Regions from separate parts of the Columba livia genome. Here region 1 is linked to region 2. A link is a contact called in public Hi-C data. All regions are on one chromosome and are shown on one strand. The core of a region is the stretch at or near the end of the contact, and the rest is flanking DNA. Distances in the headings are between cores, read along the strand shown.

Region 1 (4,351 bases), core at 1,481-3,980, 110 kb after region 2:
CACCCCTCTTTCTCACAGCAGATTCTGTTCTCAGCTTCTGGAAGCGGCCTTGAGATTCCTTTGAGCCTGACTAATTCAGCAACAAATCTTTATCTATCAAAACCCCTCCACACTTAGGGAACGTTCCACTTGGCCGGTGGCACCACAGGTAAAAGATAAGGCAATTTAATGCGTTTGCTTCGTCTCCTCATGAGCATCCCTGTCAGTCTCCATTGCCTTGGGGTCACCCCAGCAGCACGACAGTGTCCGTAAGAGCGGACGCCGGGGAAGACGCGGGGCTCCGCTGCACAGCCCTGCGGTTTCCTGCCTGCCTGGTCAGTTATTTAGAAAGGTCTCTCCCACAGATGGTGCCGGTGCCGCGGGGCGACGCCTGGGACGGAGCATCCTCCGAGCATCCCGCTGCGCCGCGGGGCTCGTCACGCCCGGGCGGGGGACAACCAACCTGTCGAGCTCCGCCGTCCTTCTGGGTGACCAGAGCGACAGATGCTCCCAGATACAGTGTGATGTAGAAATATCTGCGGGATCAGTGCTGCCCCACACTAAACGGCTGTACAATCCAGCTGCAGGCAGAGCTGGGGCTCCTCCTACACACACATATCCACAGTCTGCAGCTAATAATAGTGTGCTGCAGGGGCCGAGTGTGTTTAGGTTTAAGCAAACAGTCAGACAGTTGTGCTGCACTTTGATCGCACTGCCCTGCAGTCCCCTGGCAGCTCGCATTTGGAAACATGGGCAATTGGAGCCATATTGATTTTTCTGGTTTTTGTTTTTTTTCTTTTCTCTGTTGTTATTCGGTCTCTGGTTTGTTTTACTTTTACACTCCAGAAATTTGTCACATCCCAAATGGCCCTGATCAGAACCATAAGGCAGTTAACACTTCCCTTGGCTTTCCCAGCGGAGCCGAACGCACGCTGCGAGCGCTCGGGATGCGCTGGGAGACGGTGCCCGTGGAGGCAGGTGACACTGCAGGGCTGCTCATACACCTCCCAGAAGTGATGTTAATGCATAGGAGAAACTCTTTTTATAGGAAGTTTTGCACTGATCCGGAGAGTCAAAGTCTATTGCTTTATTAGTGGTTTGAATCCAGTTAACCTCACCAACATACGCTTGCGTAGATGTTTGCAAATTCATGAGTTTAAATAATGAGGGCAAATCTGTGCCTGGGAAAAAGAGAAACCACCCAACTCATCCTAACGAGCCAGGTGAGAATGGCGAGAACGGTGAGAACAGCCGTCCCTGCTGTGCAGGGGTAACTCAGGCTCTTGTTCCTAAGGAGAACAGTGAGAACGGCCGTCCCTGCCGAGTCACCTGTTAAGCCAAAGCGTTGAGGATCCACTTGTGAGCCCGGATCTCAGTGCTCCCGACAATGTAGAAACTCTCAGGTGGCAAAATAAACCCCAGTTTTAGAGTGCTTTACGTCACCATAATGTTGAGGTGGTCTTTAAACTTCTATCACTCCTAAATATGAGACAATACGATTTTCTTTTTATCTGTCTTCATTTTTGGCACTGCAGCTTCAGCACCGATTTCTGTGACGCTGGACTGACGCCGGGTATCATCTTACCACACAAATACTTTTTTAAGTCTTCAGGTTTTTTATTAGATGTCCCAGCATAGAAGAAGCCTGTTTAAAACTGAAGTCCTTTAAAAGTTATATTCGTGTAAATACAGTTACAATAAAACACAGGGAGTAAGGTGGAACACAAAGCATAAGGACAATTGTCTACAAGCACTTCTTCCATAAGAACTTAAGAGATTGAGAACTTGCATCTAATTAATTTACACAGTGTTCTTTTCTTGTTTCAAGAAAAGTATTTTAGTTTTCATGTCCTATCTCCTTCCTTAACTCCCTGTGAATTCTTCCATTTCAGCTGCGTGATATTTCAGAAAAGATTTTAAAATCCTTTTTCGACATGTAGCACCCACTGCAGTTCGAAGGATCCTTTCCTGCGGCTCCTGGCGCTGGCTCAGACTCCGAATCCGGACCCATCTGCAGTACTGAGAGCGGCATTGTTTGGAATTACGTTTTCAATTTAAAGAGGAGTCATTTATCTTGCAGTAAAGACAGATGTTTCAAAAGCTTTATGACATTTCACAAAACACGTTTTTAGCGGTAACGTTTCCTTTTGCTTATAACTTTACTGATATATCGTACTTAGGAGTCTGAGCTCAAACCTTGCACCGTGTCACATCCCAAATTCTTTTTCATTAGTGAACCAGCTGCACATAATTCTGCTTTATTGCTGACAAGCACTACATTTACAGACCGTGATTTGAAGTCACCCGCATGGGAAGGTACAGGACGCCGTGAGGACAAGCCTCGCGCGCTGTGCGGGGCCAGGGGCACGCGGGGGTGCAAACCGGGTGCGCAGACCCAGCTCCCGCCACCGCGGCCCCGGGGCCGGGACGCCCTCCCCTGCCCTGCCCCCGGCCCGCCCGCCGCTGCCGCCGACTTGTGTTGCACTTTGTGCTGCAGGAAAAACTACTGGTGAAATCAAAGGTGGTTCTTTTCTTGCAGGCATCCTGTAATTAGCTGATTTTCTTCATAGAGAGCTCTTGATGCATAAAACAAAAGTTTCCTCTTCCTTGCATGTTGTTGCCAGATGTTTCTGCAAAACTTAAAAACAACAAAGTTATTTGTGTGTGCTTACATATGACTTCACCCCAATGCCTGGCTCAAAGTGCTCCTCCTCCCCAATTAACCCGGTTAATTCCCCCCGTTTCTGAACAGCGCATTGCCATTGTCTGTCACAGCACTTCAGCACTTCAGCCGCTTGTCACAGATCCATGTGCTAGCATTCAGAAAACTGAATGGGACCGTAACTTCCTCAGATGGATTTCCAGTTGCAGTTGCGATTTCTTTTTTACACAAAACAGCTGCAGGAGAGAGGAGCCCTCCATGTTTTGTCCATGTGGAGCCAGGGCCGGGTGGATCCAGTGCTCACGATTGTTCTTACGGCTTCAGTAAACACTGAGGGCCAAGCTCTGTGCCGATGGAACTAGAAGGGGCTGATATCGCATCACGCCAGAAACAGATTTAACCCTGTGTGGGGATTTCTCAGTTGGACACAGGCTTCAGGTTTTTTTAGGATGAAGCTTGGAGGTGTGTTTTATTCAGGCATCTGCCATGAGTTCTGTTCCGTTGTATTGCCATACACAAGGTTTCCCTCTGTGCTATTTTCTCTTTTAAGATTTTGCTCTATTCAGGCACGAGCGTGAGAAGGACCAGCAGAGTCCAGCTGCCCTGGTTAACACCCTGCATTCTCCGAGCCGACCGTTTCCCAGCAGCACGCTGTGCCGGGTAATGCGCACACCGTGTGCCGCGTCCGCGCTTCCCGGGGAGCGCGGGGCCGGCCCAGCGCCCCGACACCCCGCCAGAGGCAGCGCGGGGGCCACGCGGTGTGTGCTCCGGGAAGGACGCGCCAGAGTCCGCCCGGCCAAAGGAAGGACGCCCGACGGGACGGGTTCTGCTCTCCGAGTGCTACGTGCAGGATGAAAACCCTGGGACAGGAGGGGAAGAAATAAAGGGAGTGGAGATGAAGCAGATCAATGCGTGCAAAGAGGAAGGATCCAGGAAGGAGAATGGCATTGCGGAAGAACAAAACCAGTGGTTCAAGTACAAGTGAAGGACCTGATGGGAAATCAAAGTACAAAATACATCACAAGAGATGAAGGACTAGCACAGGAAATGCAGGCAGGAAAAAACATGAAGAAAGCAGAAAAAATACAAAGAGTTATTAATCTAAAGAGGATGAAGGAGGGCACGGCACAGACCCTCTGTATCTCGGCCTATGACCTACTGAAGTTAACGACAAAATCCTACTTAGATCAAGTCTGGGCCCAGGAGTCCCCTCGGACAGCTGACAGTGCAGGTGAGGATGCTGCTCGTGGGGACACGGGGACAGGCTCTGCCGTCCCGCTCGCTGGAACACCCACGGGCTGCAGACACGGCCGCTTTGATGTACGCTCCAGAACTAAACAAAACGACTTACAAGCTGATAGGAAACTAAACTGACCTCCTTACAAGGCAACCAAGATCTTCAAAGATCTGTGTTTGTGAAGAGCTTTGGAGACTGGGCATGGCACCGCCTTCTGTAGAGACAGCAGGCTGCACGGGAGGAAGAGCTCTTCCTATCAAACCGTGCCTTTCCACGCGCTGCCTTTGATGCACAGCTACAGAATTAGCATTTCACAGGAAACGGCAATGCAACCCGTATGTTTTGGAAGTACTTCCAAGTAGGCTTAAGGACTTTATGATTTGTTATTTGTGGACTTCATACAGTATTTATTCTAAAATAAATTCTTTGTTCTGTATAACTCTGAGTAATCATCTTCAGATTCCTGATATCTC
Region 2 (4,738 bases), core at 1,982-4,481:
ACTCGTTTGCTATGAAGATCTGAATGTTCTCCCTGAGCTTTAATTGAGCTTAAACAGCCTAATTCTGCCTCAAATCTATTCTTATGTTTGTTTCGGATGTATAGTGATGGTAGAGCTTAAATTTGCAAGTGATCCTCCTGTCTCCACGCTGGGCAGTGCCGGGTTCCCCCCGCGCTCGCCGCTGTCCCCAGGTGCAGGTTCGGCGCAGGTCGTGCTGCAGCCGAGCGCCAGAACACGGGCACCTATGGAGAGCGGTGAAGTGCTCCACCTGTCACTGCTAGTGCTTCTCACCTTGTCTTGCAAATACACAAGGATTTATTCAGAGAACACCAGGTGGCAATAAAGCCACAAAACATCTCAGAGCTTCAGAATGAGGTAAATAGTGGGTTGTAGTATATCTGACAAATGATGATGAAAAACACAGGATAAGAGAAGGGAAAACCACATTCCCTTGCTATGAAGTTAAGTGTAAGAGTCAGGAGCACTGTTCAGTTGGGAGTATTTTTTGGCTTTCCCCCCATAGATAAATCATCACAGTGTACAGAGTGGAAGTGGGGATCCGTAGTAAATTCTACCCTGAAAGCCCATCACCCTACACTCCTCTCCCCTGTCGCGATACCGAGCCCTGCACGACGCCAGGCTGGAGCGGGATCCCGGCACGGCGTGTGCGAGCAGATGGGGATGCTCCCATGGGATGCAGCTGGGGATGCAGCCGGAGATGTTCCCATGAGATGCTCCTGGGGATGCAGCCGGGGATGCTCCCATGGGATGCTTCTGGGGATGCAGCTATGGAATGCTCTTCCACAATCCGTAATTTATTAACTTTGCTGATTCTTAGGGATTTTTGCTCCTATTTCTTTCTGATTATTCTGTCTGTACAAGTGAGTCTGCATGTTCTTCGTGTGTGCAGCATTTTTGAGGAGGTACTAATGTTTTCCTGCTGTAAGTAGTGCTGGAGCAGTCACATCCAGCTCTCTCCCCGCGGCTGCCTCCAGCACATTTGTTTGCTTGTTTTCACTCTGGATTGCCAAGCAGATGAGTGAATAACAGCAGAGACCAGTTCTTGTTCCTTCACGATTTTCAAAGCAAATACAGGCAGAATTCTAGACCCTGGGGAAAATACAGCTGAGCTAAATTTTGACACTGTGAAGTGCTGGCAGCAGCTGGATAATACTCATTAAAAACATCAAGCTGAAGCCCTGAAACCTCTCTTCAGTTTACACAGTAATTAGGGTGGAAGTGTGTTCTACAGGAGTTTTTTCCATGGAAACCTGAAGTATAATTCCCCCAAACAACTCACTTCACTCTCCTGTATATGGGCTTGATGTTTAGATACCACCCAGCTGTGTTAGTCTGGTTGCTATGGTCCTGTTTTCTTTTCCATATAACCCTTGATTAATACGCTCACCATTGCAAGAAGCTGGAGAACTGCTATATGAACAAGGGTATGGAGTGTGCTGGATAGAGATGGGTTTGTGAGATACAGAAACGCCGCTGGTTTCTTCCAAGATCCTTTGGCAGGACTAGCAGCTTTGGCCTGCACTTGCACACTCTCGCAATCCCCTCCGCGTTGCTGCCAGGATCTCTCATGGTGAGTTTTCCCCCGTCATGCCCACGCATGATTTACAGCACGGCCAGCGCTCCGGCCCCTCGCAACCCAGGAGTAACGCTGCTGGTGGCTCGGGGCGGGCGCCCTGCACAGCACACGGCAGGCTCGCACCCGCGTCACGCCGGGCAGAAGCTGCTGCCTTTGGCCAGCAAGGGCCCTTGAGGCTCTGTTCAGGTGTCATCAGGTTTCCTTTATTTGCAGCCTGTGGCTAAGCGAGGTGGCAAATCTTCAGGTGATGCACCTTGGCACGTGTTGACTCTCAAGCACAAGAGTAATGTGTGAATGCAGCGCTTGATGGAGCTTAGAAAGCCGATAAATCTTCATGGATTATAATCTTCCATTTCCATGGATTATAATTCTGCTCCAGTTTTCTCCCACTATAATGTGCCTTTTCCCCTCTTACCAGTCTCAGTCAATCCAGTTTACTAAGAAGCTGGCTAATTATTATCATCTCTATATCACAGAGGGAGAAGCTGAGACATGGAGACGGGGAACTATTTGTCTAGAGGACACTAAACAGGCAAAGCATAACCACAGCTCAGTTCTGCTGGGAAAACGAACCAGAACAAAAACCCCCTTTTGCTCATTAATCTATACCATTATCAATAACTTGTCTGCATCATTCTCTGAACCAATAAATGATTTGTAACGGCGGTATTTATATTGCTGCGGTTCTCAATATTTCTCACTGATTTCAGCCTTTATTTCAACCCATCTGCTGTGGGCTTCACCTGATCAGACAGATATCTGTAATGCAGATGTAGACATATGAGTAAATAAGGCACTTTTCTTATCTCAAAGCAAGTACCATAAGGGTCAGATGAGTCACCCCGAGACCGCAAAGGCCCCACAGGAGAGAGCCCAGGGGATGAACGTTCCCAAGGCAGAGGAGGCTGCAGAGCAGGGGTCACACCAGCACGTCCAGTGTCCCTGCGGCAGGGGTCCCCGTGCCAGCCGCATTCGGAGCTCCCGCTGGGCTGACCCGGTGCTGCTGCTGAATTCAAGCCGGCAGCTGGAAAACGGAGCGTCCTGAGGGTTCCTGCACACCTGGGGGTCTTGACAAGGCCACTGAGGTTTCCCTGAATCTCCTGGTGTAAGGTGTGAGCACAGCAGAGCATCCCTGACCTGCAATCTGTATTGCACCCAGGAGAAACAGCACCAATAATGAACCTTCCTCCAAAAGTTGCCCTTTGGCCTTACTTCCCAGCCAAAACATCCTGAAAACTTAAAACGTAGGATTAACAAGGCGAGAAGGCAGAGCAAATATAATTTGACCTCCCAACCTGCTGCTCGCCGTGGCAAAGGCTCCGTCCCAGGCAAGGGGGGAACGCAAGAGCATTTCAGAGCCCCCTCCAGCAATGTTTGGGCTCGATCAGCATCCCCGGGAACTAAACGAGTGAGCAAAGCCCTGGACGCCCGTGTTCCCGGGCCACTAGATGGCAATCTGTGCACGCGGAGTCTCGGAGCTGCTGCCGGGTCCGCTGACCTGGGGATCCGCTGGTCCCGGGGGGGTCCGCTGGCCCGGGGATACGCTGGGCCCGGGGGGTCCGCTGGCCCGGGGATCCGCTGACCCGGGGATCCGCAGACCCGGGGATCCGCTGGTCCCGGAGGGGTCCGCTGGTCCCGGGGGATCCGCTGGCCCGGGGATCTGCTGGTCCCGGGCCGGGCTGGGGAGCGGCCGGCCCGCGGCACCGCTCCCGGGCTGCTCCCGGTCAGCTCGGTGCCCTGAGCCTGCGCTTGCGGCGGGGCCACACGGGCGCTGCGGGGACACGGGGCAGCGCGGCGCTGCTGGTTAAGAACACTTTCTAACGTGTCAGAGCACAGGGAATAAATCCCTGCTTTCCTCTGTGAGTTCTCCAAAGCTCCCATTTGCTGTATGGCTTCAGTTCTTCGAAGGGGGTGGCAGGTGTGGGTGCTTCTGCTCTCCTGTCCTGCCGACTAAAGCTCAGCGACGTCTGCAGGTGGCACCAGGTCCCACCAGAGCTCAGTGGATCACTCAGGCTGGGGCTCTGGCTCTGAATTCGGATCTTGCAACATGTTTTGTCTCTTGCTGGGAACGCAGCCCCACAGCATGCGGGTGTTCCGGGTGTTCCGTGCTCATCCTTTCCAATGGAAGCTTAAAATTCTGTGTAACCACACTAAAAAAAAAAAGGGTTGGGGGAGGACAATAATGGTATTTTGGCCACCTGCCACGTCACTTAGCAGGGAAAAGTTAATGGCTGTTCTAGTGACCTCCACAGTCGCTGCCATCGTTTAACCGGTTACACTTAATTATGCTGAGTAATATAAAAATTCCATATGTTCTGTGAGCAAATTCCTCCTTGGTTATGGAAACCAGAAATCCAGCAGAGGCAGGAAAATGCCTGAGCCTGGCAGCGCTGCCTTACACACTATTTTTAACTGAAGTTCTCCATATTCTTTGTAAAGGAATAACACCACTTCATTGCCTCTGGCCATAATTAATGTGCCGTAATTCGAGTCCAAAAGACATATAAAAGCAGACTTAAAGCAGAGCATTAGCTTTCAAGCAGAGCAAATAATTTTGGAGAAGATCAGTATTTTCTATGCTTAAAAATCTGGTCGCTGGTTTTAATTAAAGCCCGTCGGTTGGTTGTCCATGGTGTGTGCTCCCTTCGGCCGCGCTGGACCGGGTGTCCCTGTGTGTGCCGGGTGTCCCTGTGTGTGCCTGGAGCCCCATGGCTGCGGGAGCTGCCGTCACACCGATTTCCACATGGTCTGGAAGCGGCAGGAGCGCCCAGGAGCACCCAGGAGTGCCCAGGAGTGCCCAGGAGTGCTCACCTGCTGCCACTGCCTCATTTGTTTTGTTTGAAAAGAACGCTGTCAGTTTTTGCTGGAAAAAAGGTATGCAGAGGAGAGTAAACGTTTGCAAACATTTAAAAACTGTGTTTAGCAATCACTCAGCTATCTGAGCTGGGTTCAGCATCCACAGCTGCTTTCTGTCAGTTACCTGGTGATCAGGCAGCTCTGGGGAAGCACAGTACTGTTTAAGCAGAAGAAACGTATTCCAGATCAAACATGCTTTGGAATAATATGCAGTTTACACATGAGTAACGGCAAGGAGGCTCTGCTGCTGCCGCGGCCCCAGGGCAGCAGACCCCCTCACAGCCC

The links. A called contact is a pair of places that touch in the nucleus more often than the background predicts.
Region 1: a Hi-C map of crop shows a contact between it and region 2, with 2.8 times the contacts expected there. The contact joins two enhancer-like sites. A contact is called at or near these places in 2 of 2 Hi-C or Micro-C datasets (crop and liver).

What each region holds. Positions count from the first base shown.
Region 1 is chr14:1,018,756-1,023,106 of bColLiv1.pat.W.v2, forward strand. LOC110366162 (a long non-coding RNA gene) reads right to left here. Exons shown (of 3, transcript XR_002426287.2): 3 at 1,612-2,617. Among named protein-coding and RNA genes, the nearest start is that of NR3C1, 7.3 kb to the right of the region's middle. Within about 2 kb of position 2,731, at least 2 of the 3 cell types and tissues checked have an H3K27ac peak away from gene starts, as active enhancers do.
Region 2 is chr14:908,295-913,032 of bColLiv1.pat.W.v2, forward strand. No RefSeq gene overlaps it. Among named protein-coding and RNA genes, the nearest start is that of YIPF5, 16 kb to the left of the region's middle. Within about 2 kb of position 3,232, at least 2 of the 3 cell types and tissues checked have an H3K27ac peak away from gene starts, as active enhancers do.